3 separate regions of the Anser cygnoides genome follow, and regions 2 and 3 are each linked to region 1. A link is a contact called in public Hi-C data. All regions are on one chromosome and are shown on one strand. Each heading gives the region's core, a stretch centred on a gene start, on an enhancer-like site or on the middle of the called end of the contact. The rest is flanking DNA. Distances are from core to core; before and after follow the strand shown.

Region 1 (3,928 bases), core at 541-3,040:
TAATTTTAAGCCAGCCGGAAACATACACAATAGCAAATGTATATAAACAAACTGCCATTTGTACATGCTTTGCATTCAGACATAACTTCCATAGTGTGTAATACCTTTTCGCAGAACACTGTAATAACTCATCTTTAAGGCCCAAAGGAAACAATTATCATGAAAAGCACAAGAGCACTCCTACAGTTTGAACAAGTTCTGTCAGAGACTTCAGGCAAGACTACTGTCTTACTGAAAGCACTCTTAAAAATCACAGCATTATCATGAACTTTGCCTCTCATTACCTAGCTATGTAGCAATACTGCATCAGATGGTTGCCAAACATGCTAGTAGAAATCTGTAATGTGCTTCGTATTAAACCAACTTCACATGTAGTGCAGACTTACAGATGGTCATCCAGAGTTCTCTCTGATTTAAAAACAACTAATCTGATTTTTTTTCCCTGATTAGAGAGAAATTTAAAATATACTTAAAACTTTTAAAGGGCTACTGTTTATAATACAAAGTTTCACATACATATTGATGCAATTTGCAATGCGTATGTAGCATAAACAAAATATTATCAACTCACCCTCCTTCACTTTCTGCCTCCTCAGAGCTGGTAGTTTCTTTTGCAGGAGTTGTCTCAGCTTTTCTCCGCCTTGCTGCTCTGTGTGATGGGCTAACTCTCTGAGCATCCCCCTTCCCTTGGAGCTCGTCTCGAACAAGCTCTTCAAGCTTTGGAATAGCTTCTTTCAGAAATTTCACCTCTCTCTTCAGTTCATCCACACTTATTAGCAAGTCATTCAGTTTTTCTAGTATCTGCAGTTGCCTCCTGTGTAAAACCATTACTGCCCCTTGCTCGTTATGAGTTTCATGTTGCATGCCTACAGAATTAAGCTTGTTACCTACATCTGCAAAGTCAGGTATACGCACAGCTGCACCAGGTTTTCGGACCTTGCGGTACCAAATCACAACCAAGCTTATTCCAGCAGTCCCTGCCATTATGCCCAGTATTAGTCCTTTATTTTCAAAGCGAGACATTTCTGCGCCCTCCTAAAATTGAGAGACAACAGTAACAGAGTTAAAGACGCTCTACCCGAACGACTGACTTTGCTTTTCAATCGCAAAAGCTGAAGGCTAGGATAACCGGTGCGTGCTGCAGATAGGAAGCCACAGTGCAACTCCAGCAGATTCTGCAACAACAGCCTATGTGCAATGACAGCAAAACCGAGACAGCAGTGGCTTGTTTGGCTGGAGGGGGGGCAGCAGGGGAGCACGCTGCCTTATCCGCACAGCACCGCAGCCTTCACTTCTGACCTTCCAGCTGCTTTAGCTGATATTTTTCTTTTTTTAAACGCCCAAACCTGCTGTCCTCGGCTTGCCGCAGCGCCCGGCTGTCAGGCCGCAGCCCAGCAGGGGGGTCCCACCGCTGCCCCGGAGCCCCGCGGCCGCCTCCCCACAGGGCGCCCACCCCGGGCCCGCCGCCGCCGCCCCGCTACCTACCGGGCCCGGCCCGGGGCCCGCCGCCACTCCCGGCCCCGCCGCGGCGCAGGGGGCGGCGAGACCCGGATCCAGGGGGCCGGGCCTGCGAGGCGGCGGCCGGCCGGGCCTCCGGGGCACGGCTGCCGGGGCCCGCCCTGCGGCAGCCCCGGGGCGGGAGGCGGCCCTCCGGCCTGCCCGGGTCCGGCTGTGGGTGCGGGTCCGGCCCGGGGGTCCCGCTGCGAGGGGGCCTCGGCTCCCCGAGAGCCGCACCTGCCGCAGACAGCGCGCGGCTTGGCGGTTCAGGGGCGAGTTTTCCTGTTTATGGCTCTGCCTTCGGGCTGCTGGCTGCTCGTTTCTACTAGCTTGACCTTTGCTGCTACTTGTAGGAGACAGAGGGTGTGTGTACGTTGCATCGGAGGAGGCCTGGTGCTGCAAAATCACCGAGAAGCCCTGACCGGCTGCCAGGCACGGCACGAAAGCTTAATAGTACCTCAGCCATCTGACAGCCCGAAGCTGACCCTGTTTCTCCAAAGTCTCTTGCAGTCTGCCCAAAGTCAAAGAGGGACTTGAGTCTGACAGGGTGTGGGGTGCGTTGCTCCGACAGCCCCAAACTTGTACCCGTGGCACAAGACCATACTTTCTCCGTTGCGGCAGTATTTCCTCCTGTTTCTGGCTTAGGAAAAAGGACCATCAGAGGCAACCTGCTGTGCCCAGTCATCATCCTGAAGGCTCCTGGAGGGTGCCCGTGCACAACATGCCCTGCCAGAATTGCAAAACAAACTCATGTTCTCCTGCGTGAGGGCCCACACAAAAGACATTTAAGGAAATTATTACGACTGCAGGACAAAAGAGATTGCTCTTCAACAGTTGGAGCTTTCCCCAGCCATATCACTCAGGAACAAAGAAATGCAAGTAGTTCTTAAAAATAATAATAATAATAATAAAAAAATTAATACCATAATACCTTCATAAAAGTGAAGGTAATACCATAATACCTTCAAAAAAACTCATAAAACAAACTACTGTAAAAAAAAAAAAAGGTACCTTAAACAGGTACCAAGAACATAAATTGTGTTCCCAAACAGAATTTCAGTCTTAATACAAATAAGCAAATGTAAATCTATCTTTTAGTCAAATAGACTAATATCTCTGTATCTTTAAACAAAGATTTCCTTTATAATAACAGTAACTGCTAACTAATTCTCCATTAAGAACCTGAAGACGAAAGGAGCCTAAATTACAACCTGAGAGGAAGGGTAGTCTATTAAGATAGAAAAATTAATCCTGTTTCAATATTCTACATTTCTCCGAGATTAAAAAAAAAAAAAAAGTATGGCCTGTTCTTAAGTTCACAATCTGAAATTTGTAAGCCCTTCAATTTTATAGAAACTTTACTAAAATAATTTCCAAGGAATAATTTTTACTATAGTAGAAATAGTTATTTTAAATTACATAATCCATTAGTGTTTAAAAACGAAACTGGATTACATGAACCCTCATGCTGATCACATTTCGAATGTTTAGGAGTGGCAATAAATTTTTGTTGGATAATCTTTATTTGTATTTTCTCTTTCTAACACCATTTGCCAAAAATCTTTCTATAAGCCAAATAAAACAGGAAAGGTTATTAAAAATATAATTAATCTGAGGACAAACACCTTGAAACAGGCCTGCAGCCTTAGACTAGGCGACTTGCTTTCAGATATAATGGTCTGTGAGAACTGCTTTCTAAATCTGCCATTAGTTTCTGTGGATACATTGCAACTCTGAAAATCAGGTCACAGGTCTGGATCCAAACTCCTAACTTGCTTAGCACCTGCAGCCACCTTACACAGGCATTGCGATGCAGAAGTGTAGAAGTCACTGCATGCATGTCACCTGCCAGAGGACAACAGCTCCCTGTGCTGGGACCTAAACACTGATTTACCTAGATTTGGCACATTAAAATGGCCTAAATCTGATAACTATTCTAAGCAAACTGAGAGGAACTGTTTTTAGAAAAGTGCTGTTCTGCATGTGGATTTTTTTTCTAGTTCAAACCAGACTCTGTACCTGAAGTCCTAATAAACGTCCAAGTCCAGACCACCATCTCTTAGAAAACGTCAGGCCCATTGCTAGACAGTGTACTTTTAGCTTTACTTCCTAAGGAGACAGAGCTTATGCTCCCAGCTTGTCTGTGCACTGTCCTTCTGTCCCCTAATACCATAAAACTTGCTTCACCCAGGAGGTCCTGCATCTGTAAATTAACTTCAGCCAATTTTGACAGAAAAAGAAAGAAGTCAATATACTGAATTTCCAGCAGTTTTCATGACGGTCAGCAGCTCTGATGTGATGAGACCCTGTTAACGTCCTGCCTTCCTCCCCACCTGCCCCAGGCAGATGTTGCCAGATGAGCTCAGCACACCCGAGCTGCACCGCAGACACACCTGCCTGCTCACAGCACTGTTCGTGTAAAACCAGGCCA
Region 2 (3,928 bases), core at 706-3,205, 160 kb before region 1:
TCAGACCGTTATTTAGCACCACTTACAGGGGATCAGCAATAGATTTCCATAAGAGTATAAAAATGACTATGTATTCTTTTATATTATTCTTTTTAACAAAACACCCACCTTTAACCTGTTTAACATTTTAGAAAAATCCTATTATACTTTATCTTTACTACACATCATCACGTCATACTTATTTTCCTGCTTAGAATCTCTGTGCATATGCCTTTATGGAGTTCCACAGGAGTGAGCTGTATCTTTTCAAACAAATCAAAGATGAGAATCGGAAGGACTAATTTGCCCATCTTTTCTCCCCTGCACAATTCTTCCTATTCTATCACAGCTGTAATCTTTGAAGTATGTAACCAAACAGTAACAGGCAATCTGCTGTTACCTTTTGCAGAGCTGATGGTAAGTCCACCAGAGGTGTTCAAGACACCTGTTACCAGTTACACATGCCTCAGTACTACAATAAGCGATTAAAACCCAGCAGTGTGGGTGAGAGGATGTTTAAAGTGCTTTTGACAAAGTATTTAAAATGGTTACTACTGAGAAAACTCTGGAGACTTAAGAGTACCCCAACTTTGCTTCAGAAAACAAAAAAAATGCTGAGGGTTTCAAAAGTTTAGGATAAATCTCTTTCAGCTAGATTTCCTAGAAGCTAGATGCTTAACACTTAAAACGTTTACATTCTCAAGGAAAACCCACTTTAAAAGAGTATTTAAATTTTAGCACACTAAAGGTGCTAGGTGTATCTGTGGATATAGTGAGAAGAAAATTCATTTTAAAGACCTGAAATTCAGTAAGGAATAAACCCTGCTGCTTTCTAGTATTCTTCCTACCAAAATCGATCTTTCCAATTCAGCACATTACCTCCTCTGGTCTAAAGGGCACAGGAGGAGTCTAGTAATTAATATAAAGATCACTATGAAAAAACAGAAAGGTTTGATTCATGTGCCACAAGACAGCGCTTCATCCACTTCAACTGATAACGAATTGAGCATGTGTTAAGAGCACACACGTAGGGAGTTGCCACAGGCCAGTTATCACATCAACACAGTCTTATGGGAGACAAGGACTAGGTTCCTGTGCTTATTGTATAATATAGTTCAGCTCATACCTAACCTGTGTTTCCACGTAAAAATTGCAAGCAATTGTTTGCAGATGTTTGCTGTTCTGATCTGCAGCCAGTGGGAGTGAACGGTGATGCGACCATTTTGGCCAGCAAGCTCCTCAGTGGCAGGAAGGCTAAACACCATGGAAAAGACATGTCCTAAGTCTTACTCTTGCTTCTGATATATTTATGGAATTTCATAAGTTTGAATCAAACTGGATTTAAGCATCATCTGGAAGACTTTTAAAATGGCGTTTACTGCGTATGAGCTTTATGGGAGTTGTCTTTATCAACACTCTTCAAAAGCTCAAGTATTTCAGATGCACGGGGCCTTTTTGAGGCGTCCTTTGAAAGCATCCTTCTGATTATGGGTACCTGCAAAAATAAATTAAAATTGAGTTATTTTTTTAATGAGTAGATAAAGAAACTAACTGAAATAATGTATTCTAATACTATACCTGTGTTTTAAATCGCTCAGTGAAGTCCTCTGGAAATTTACTTTCTTTTACATCACGCCATACCTGAAATTCATATGAGATAAACAGTTTCAGTATGCTTTTATTCATTATATTTTGCATCTCATTTCACAACCCATATAATTTACAGAAGTAATTAGGAGAATAAAAATCTACAAAAAAGGTAAGGCTGCAAAAAGAAACTATAGAAGTTTGAAAAATTCTCATTTAGTTGAACTTTGTTTTGTTTTTATGGTCTTTTTTGTAAACTGTTGTCCCTTTTTTAAGCTTAAAAGCTTCACAAAATACAATGATGTGGTTGTTTCGGCAAACCTCTCTACTTAATAACCATTATCCTTCTGTCCTCAAATAATAATAATTAAAAAAGCAAACAACACACAGTGTGAAAAGGCTTAATTTCTTGTTCTGACAACATGTGGATGTTATTTCTGAGCCAAGCAGGTGTGCTTCCCTTTTACCTTGTTCAGTGCTACAAAATTATTTCTATGTCACTGCAGAAAATGCTAGGTGGAGTTCAAAGCAACTAACAGTGAGGATTTCTAAATATATGCTTTCAGAAACTGCTTTTGAGTAACAACTGTTTTTTTCCCCATGATGATTTTCAATTGGTTTTGCCTTTTAAACTTTGAACACCGTGGGACTGCGGGTCTGTTTGCACAGTTGGCTGTGAGTGGGGGAAAGTCCTTTAGTCTTTAGAAATGCTACAAGGTAGATAATTGGAGCCAAGTCAAATCTGTGGGTCAAACACACTTTGATATGGTTTGCTCATACTGGCAAAGAGCCAAGCTAACAGTGTTCTAGAGATTCTGGGTCCAACCATATACATAGATCTTACAAAATAATGACTTCAGAAACAATACTCATCATCTACATCCCTGTCCTACGACTATATAGGTTTGAGCATAAAAGCTGTTATACTACTGCTGTGCAAAGAAAAAGACAAAAGACACATTAAAAGGTACCTTTTAAAGCAAAGTTTAAGTAACACTGGTATCTTTTTGAAGTAACATTTTTTCAATTAAAATAAAGCTATATATTCCAAATCACTTTCATTTTCATTTTGAAAAACTACAAAGGTTTCAACTTTTTGGAAACTTTATTCTTGTTCCATGCTGTAGTGAAGAAGAGCATGGCAGACACTAAACTCTCCCAATTCTTATTTTCTAAAATTAGAAAAATATTCCTTTCCAATACTCTGATCGATCAAATAAAAAGATCAGATATCTTTTTGGTAGATATTTTTTAGATTTTTGATTATTTTCCCTATAGAGGCATGTACATATCTAAGCTTAGTAAGGCTTTAATCTGTATATCAGTAGAACATCAGTAAAATAAACCCAGTGATGTTTCTTCAGTTTCTACATTTTAACTGAAGCGTGAAGGACTTATGAGCTTTACAGACATGAACCAAGGGGAAAATATGAATACAGACAGTACTCTAGATGTACAGATTCCTTCTGGCATGGAATCAGCCTAAGATGCCTGCAGTAAGGCAAAATAATGATACATGATATAATATGAGAGGGTGTTTTAATTTTTATTTAAAGATTACATACCATATTTTTCTCATGACGACTGGCCAATGCCGAAAGAATTTCAAACCAAATTAATCCCAGTGCATAAATATCTACTTCCTTTCCATATTTGTCAAAGAACTACAAAAATCACAACAAAAACAATGTAGGTGTCAAATACAACTGGACATGACTTCTTAAGGCAAAATTTGAAATCAGTAGAAATTGTCACCTGAAAACTCCAGGACAGGCATTACTGGATCTTCATATTAATTTTTAACCCTTTCTGCTATGATCTTGTTAAATAGTGGCTGTGATGTCACATTAAAAACACTGAAATTACGACTTCTACAAAACTATATAGATAAGGCATGCCAATGTCTCTTTGTTACAAGTAATGAAACAGAGGGACTCAAATGCCACAGTTAACAGAGGTCCTAAATTCAAACTCAAATACATGGCTGGCAAACAGTTACAGAAGAGCATTTCTTACACCAGTGTCAGACCTTGTAGGTTAGGACAATTAAATAAAACCACCACACTTACAAACTGCTTTCTTCAGAATAAGGTTATCCTCATATACAGTCATATCAGGGAACATTAAGCAACTTGGTTTAATACCGCGATTAGGGTCAAACACAACCAATACTGAGTTTATACTGTGAAATGCATGCAAATAATGCAAATGCAAACAGAGACAGTAACATAGCAAGACAATTACCTGCTCTGGTGCCATGTATGATTTTGTTCCTCGGTTCTCAGTAAGAGTTTCATATGCCACAGAAGTCACAAGACCAAAGTCACCTATTTTTATTTTATCGTCACGCGATATGAATATA
Region 3 (3,928 bases), core at 505-3,004, 130 kb before region 1:
TATGACTGCAATGGTGCTGGGTTGTATTTGTAATCCTACTTTTGTTTTGTGCATTGCTGCAGTGATGAATAACCTGTTAATCTAACTCAGATTAAATGCTCCTTTTAAACTTACTTAGAATTCTTAGTCTCACTCCTCTGCATAATGGAAAAAAAAAAAAAAAGTCTGACTTTTTCTGTTTCTAGTATTGTTTCAGAACAACCTAGTCTTTTTTTGTTCTGTGTTGACAGTAACAACTGTATTTTGAGTTAGTAAAACTATAGGCAGGCTTTTGGTATCCCATGAAGTTTGGAACAACTCCGATTTAGCCAGTCCTTGAACTCTGTGGCTCGATTCCCATCCTCTTCTGCATTGTCTATGAATACAGTCGCTAAAATCACTGCCAGATTAACTACACATTAGGTGAAACTTGCAAGAAATGCTATTCCCAGAAGTATCACTTATTCCCTCTTACAGATACTACTTGACTACAAGCATTAATTCAGTTACTGCTTTTTCTGTGTTGATTAGTACATTTACACTTTCCTATCCCCAGCATTCAGGGTAAATTAAAATGAATTGCACACCATCATTTGACTTGTGGACAGTGGGGTGCAGTAATGTACCCACCGAGCTTTTCCCAAATACACACAAATATTTTTTAGTAGCCCTTCTCCCTCTCTGACTAGCCTGTCAACATGCTCATATACCCTACAAAGCATGATGTGCCACCTCTTCTGACTTCCTGAACATCCTAGACTTTAAACATGTCATCTCTAAACACTCACCTTGGGTAAGAAACCCATTATAGGACAGCAATCATTCTCTAGGTTTTGCCTCTTAAATTTTATTAAAATTCCTTCTATTTCTTTAACTACAGGATCCTCAGCAATGCCTATTTCTTTTCAGAATCCATCTCTTTAAATATTGCTTTCTATAGTTCTAATTGCCAAGCTCTTTGGCATGCTCTTTTGTTTGGTCGGTCTGGGATTTTTGTTCGTTTGTTTTGGTTTTTGGCCTCATGTGTTGTGTGACCCAGCACCTTTCGCTTGACAAGCAGGTTGCTGACTAAGGTGCAGTTTTCCAAACTTCAAGTGACTTGAAGTGAACTTCCAGTTTCTCTGGTAAGATACGAAGTTTCCTCCAGCTTTGTGAATTGTTAATGTCTAATTGATATCAGCAGTATTAGCAGAAAAACTTGCTGGCTGGAAAGATAAACTCTGTTTATCAAGACATTTATCAAAGAACAATAGGAGTATTACCTGACTGACCAAGCCTACTGTTAAACTTCACCCTGTGGTAAAGGACCTGTTCCGAAACGGTGGTCCGTGCATGCAACTGTAAAATTTGTTCTTTTGTGCCTTTTGGGATTCATTTGTTCTAGAAAATATTGAGCTTTGGAATTTCAAATACTCCAATATTATACCCCAAATACCAAAGTATTTATACTGAAATCACTGGCTTTGGCTTTATCTCGAATAAATTGTGATCCTGTGGAAGGGACTGCGGCTGTCTTTGCCAGCAGGTGTCTCTACAGAAGGACGCTGTCTCTCCAGAGAGATGCTGTGCTGCCAGCCGACCTGAGGGCATCTCTTGCCTGTTGCACCTCTTCCTCCTCCCTGCAGGTCGCATTTCACAAACGCCAACATTTCTTTACAGGGGAAAAAACGCGACGCGGCGCTGGTGCCTGCTGTGAGGGACGGGGCGGGGCGGCCCCTCCGCGCCCCTCATGCGGCTCCGCCCTGCGCCGGCGAGGGGCGGGGAAGGGAGAGGAAGGGAAGGGGAGGGAAACGAAAAGGAAGGACGGGGAGGGAAACGAAAAGGAAGGACGGGGAGGCCCCGCCGGCAGGTCCGTGTCCGTGCTTAGCGGGCGGCAGCGGCTGGGCGCTCCCCCGCGGCGGTGCCATGGCGGCGCCCGGCGTGAAGGCGGTGTTCTTCGACCTGGACAACACGCTGGTCGACACGGCGGCGGCCGGGCGCCGCGCCATCGAGGAGGTACTGCCCCGGCCCCGAGCCCTGCGGCCTCGGCCCTTCCCGGCCGGGCAGGACGGGGCTCCCCGCGCCCTCCCTTCCCCTTCCCTTCCCTCCCGGGCCGCCCCCGGCGCGTAGCGGGTCGGGTCGGGTCGGGCCGGGTCGGGGGGGAGGCGGCGGCGCCACGGGTCCTGCTGTCGGTTGCAGGTGGTGAAGGCGCTGCGGTGCCGGCACCGCTGCGGGGAGGGCCAGGCCCGCGACATCTGCGAGAAGGTGCAGGCGAAGCTGCTGAAGGAGTGCCACGACCCCGCCAGGACGTGCATCACCGAGCTGCGGATCTCGCACTGGGAGGAGGCGATCCAGGAAACCATCGGGGGGGAGGCGAACCGCAGCCTGGCCGCCGAGTGCTACTTCTTGTGGAAAACCACCCGGCTCCGGCACCTCACCCTGGCCGAGGAGACGCGGGGCATGCTGATGGAGCTGCGCAAGGCCGTCCGCCTGCTCCTCCTGACCAACGGGGACCGGCAGACGCAGAGGGAGAAGATTGAAGCCTGTGCCTGCCAGCCCTACTTCGACGCCATCGTCGTGGGTGGAGAGCAGAAGGAGGAGAAGCCGGCGCCATCCATATTTCATTACTGTTGCGACCTCCTGGGGGTGCAGCCTGCGGAGTGCGTCATGGTCGGTGACTCTCTCGACACAGATATTCAAGGAGGCCTCAACGCTGGCCTGAAGGCGACTGTCTGGCTAAACAAAACGATGGCAACCCCCGCAGATAGCTCCCCGGTACCTCACTACGTCATTTCTTCTGTTCTCGACCTTCCGGCAGTTTTACGGAAGATGGAGCATAAAATTAACGCCAAGTTAGGAAATGACCATACGGTTAGTAGTAATGAGGCACACTGACAGCTCTGGCATGCGGTCGGAGAAACACTGAGCTGTTGACCCATCCTCATGTTAAAAATTTGACCCTAGGATTTTAAACTCATGTATGTTACGCTTTCCTATACAGCAGGTGGGCGAGTAAGAGCACAGCTGTCAGTGAAACAGGATAGAAGCAAGAGTATTAGATTAATATAAAGGACACGAGTGCAGTTAATTTAAGATAACTGCCTGTGTCTGAAAATTATCTTGGCAGATGGGCTAAAACATACTTGTCTCTGACCAAAGTTCCTAGTCCCTTGTTTTCATACTGGACAAGAAAATTTGGATGTTGTGACCTTTCACATGCCTTGCTGACTTGTAAGTTCAGCAGAAGCTTCGGTTCAAGCCTTGTTTGCAGTGTGGAAAACATGAAAGCGAGAGAGTGTTGTACAAGCTAGTAAAAGTTCTCAATTGATCTGCAGCTTATTTCAGAAACTGAAGTGACCTTTGCTTTTTCTAAAACCAGAATTTATTGACAGAATTTATTACGTAGCAGATTACTAGGAAACAATTACCTCTGATCCCTTTTCAGGTTTAAGTTTTCAAGTTTTAGCTTTTTTTTCAGAATTTGCAGTGACTTTTCAGTTACAGAATCAGTACCTCTTGCCAAAAATATTTAAATGTGCATAAAACTTGTATTTGTAAAGGGGACCATTTATCAGAGGGACTTCATGGATAAGGTTTTACTTCATATTATCATGGTGCTTATACAAATAGGCAGTATATGTGTAATTCAGATTATAAGACAAGTTTTTGTTGGAATGTAATTGGTATAACAGGGATATTTTCAATGATCTTACTGTACTGTCAAGCTCTGTAATAGCTCATATCATTGTGCTGTCTGATTTTATTAGTTAATTTTTATCAGACTCCTTGGAGAAACTGTTCTTGTTCTTGCTCAGGTAGATGACTGCTCAGAGTCAACTGCAGGATCAGTGATTTTTTTTTTTGTCTGTTTTAATAGCAAGCACTGCTATACAATCCCTCCTTAATCCAGTTTCTGCATGTATGTCATGTGATTTACTCTGGAGGAAGTATGACTTAGCTGTTTGTAAAT

The links. A called contact is a pair of places that touch in the nucleus more often than the background predicts.
Region 2: a contact with region 1 is called in a Hi-C map of liver, with 1.9 times the contacts expected there. The contact joins the enhancer-like site here to the promoter of RMDN2 in region 1. A contact is called at or near these places in 3 of 7 Hi-C or Micro-C datasets (granulosa cells and liver).
Region 3: a contact with region 1 is called in a Hi-C map of liver, with 2.4 times the contacts expected there. The contact joins the promoter of NANP here to the promoter of RMDN2 in region 1. A contact is called at or near these places in 3 of 7 Hi-C or Micro-C datasets (granulosa cells and liver).

Annotation. Positions count from the first base shown.
Region 1 is chr3:35,519,212-35,523,139 of Taihu_goose_T2T_genome, reverse strand. RMDN2 (regulator of microtubule dynamics 2) reads right to left here and starts at 1,790. Exons shown (of 11, transcript XM_048047733.2): 1 at 1,735-1,790; 2 at 572-1,035. The coding sequence starts at 1,023.
Region 2 is chr3:35,681,703-35,685,630 of Taihu_goose_T2T_genome, reverse strand. EIF2AK2 (eukaryotic translation initiation factor 2 alpha kinase 2) reads right to left here. Exons shown (of 16, transcript XM_013170695.3): 13 at 3,811-3,928; 14 at 3,132-3,230; 15 at 1,558-1,620; 16 at 1-1,474. The coding sequence ends at 1,355. The region is part of intron 8 of GPATCH11 (G-patch domain containing 11); the gene reads left to right. Among named protein-coding and RNA genes, the nearest start is that of GPATCH11, 7.9 kb to the left of the region's middle. Within about 2 kb of position 1,955, at least 2 of the 3 cell types and tissues checked have open chromatin away from gene starts, as enhancers often do. A contact at or near this core is called in liver, where this site is marked.
Region 3 is chr3:35,653,869-35,657,796 of Taihu_goose_T2T_genome, reverse strand. NANP (N-acetylneuraminic acid phosphatase) reads left to right here and starts at 1,754. Exons shown (of 2, transcript XM_048047751.2): 1 at 1,754-1,974; 2 at 2,158-3,928. The coding sequence starts at 1,885. The coding sequence ends at 2,853.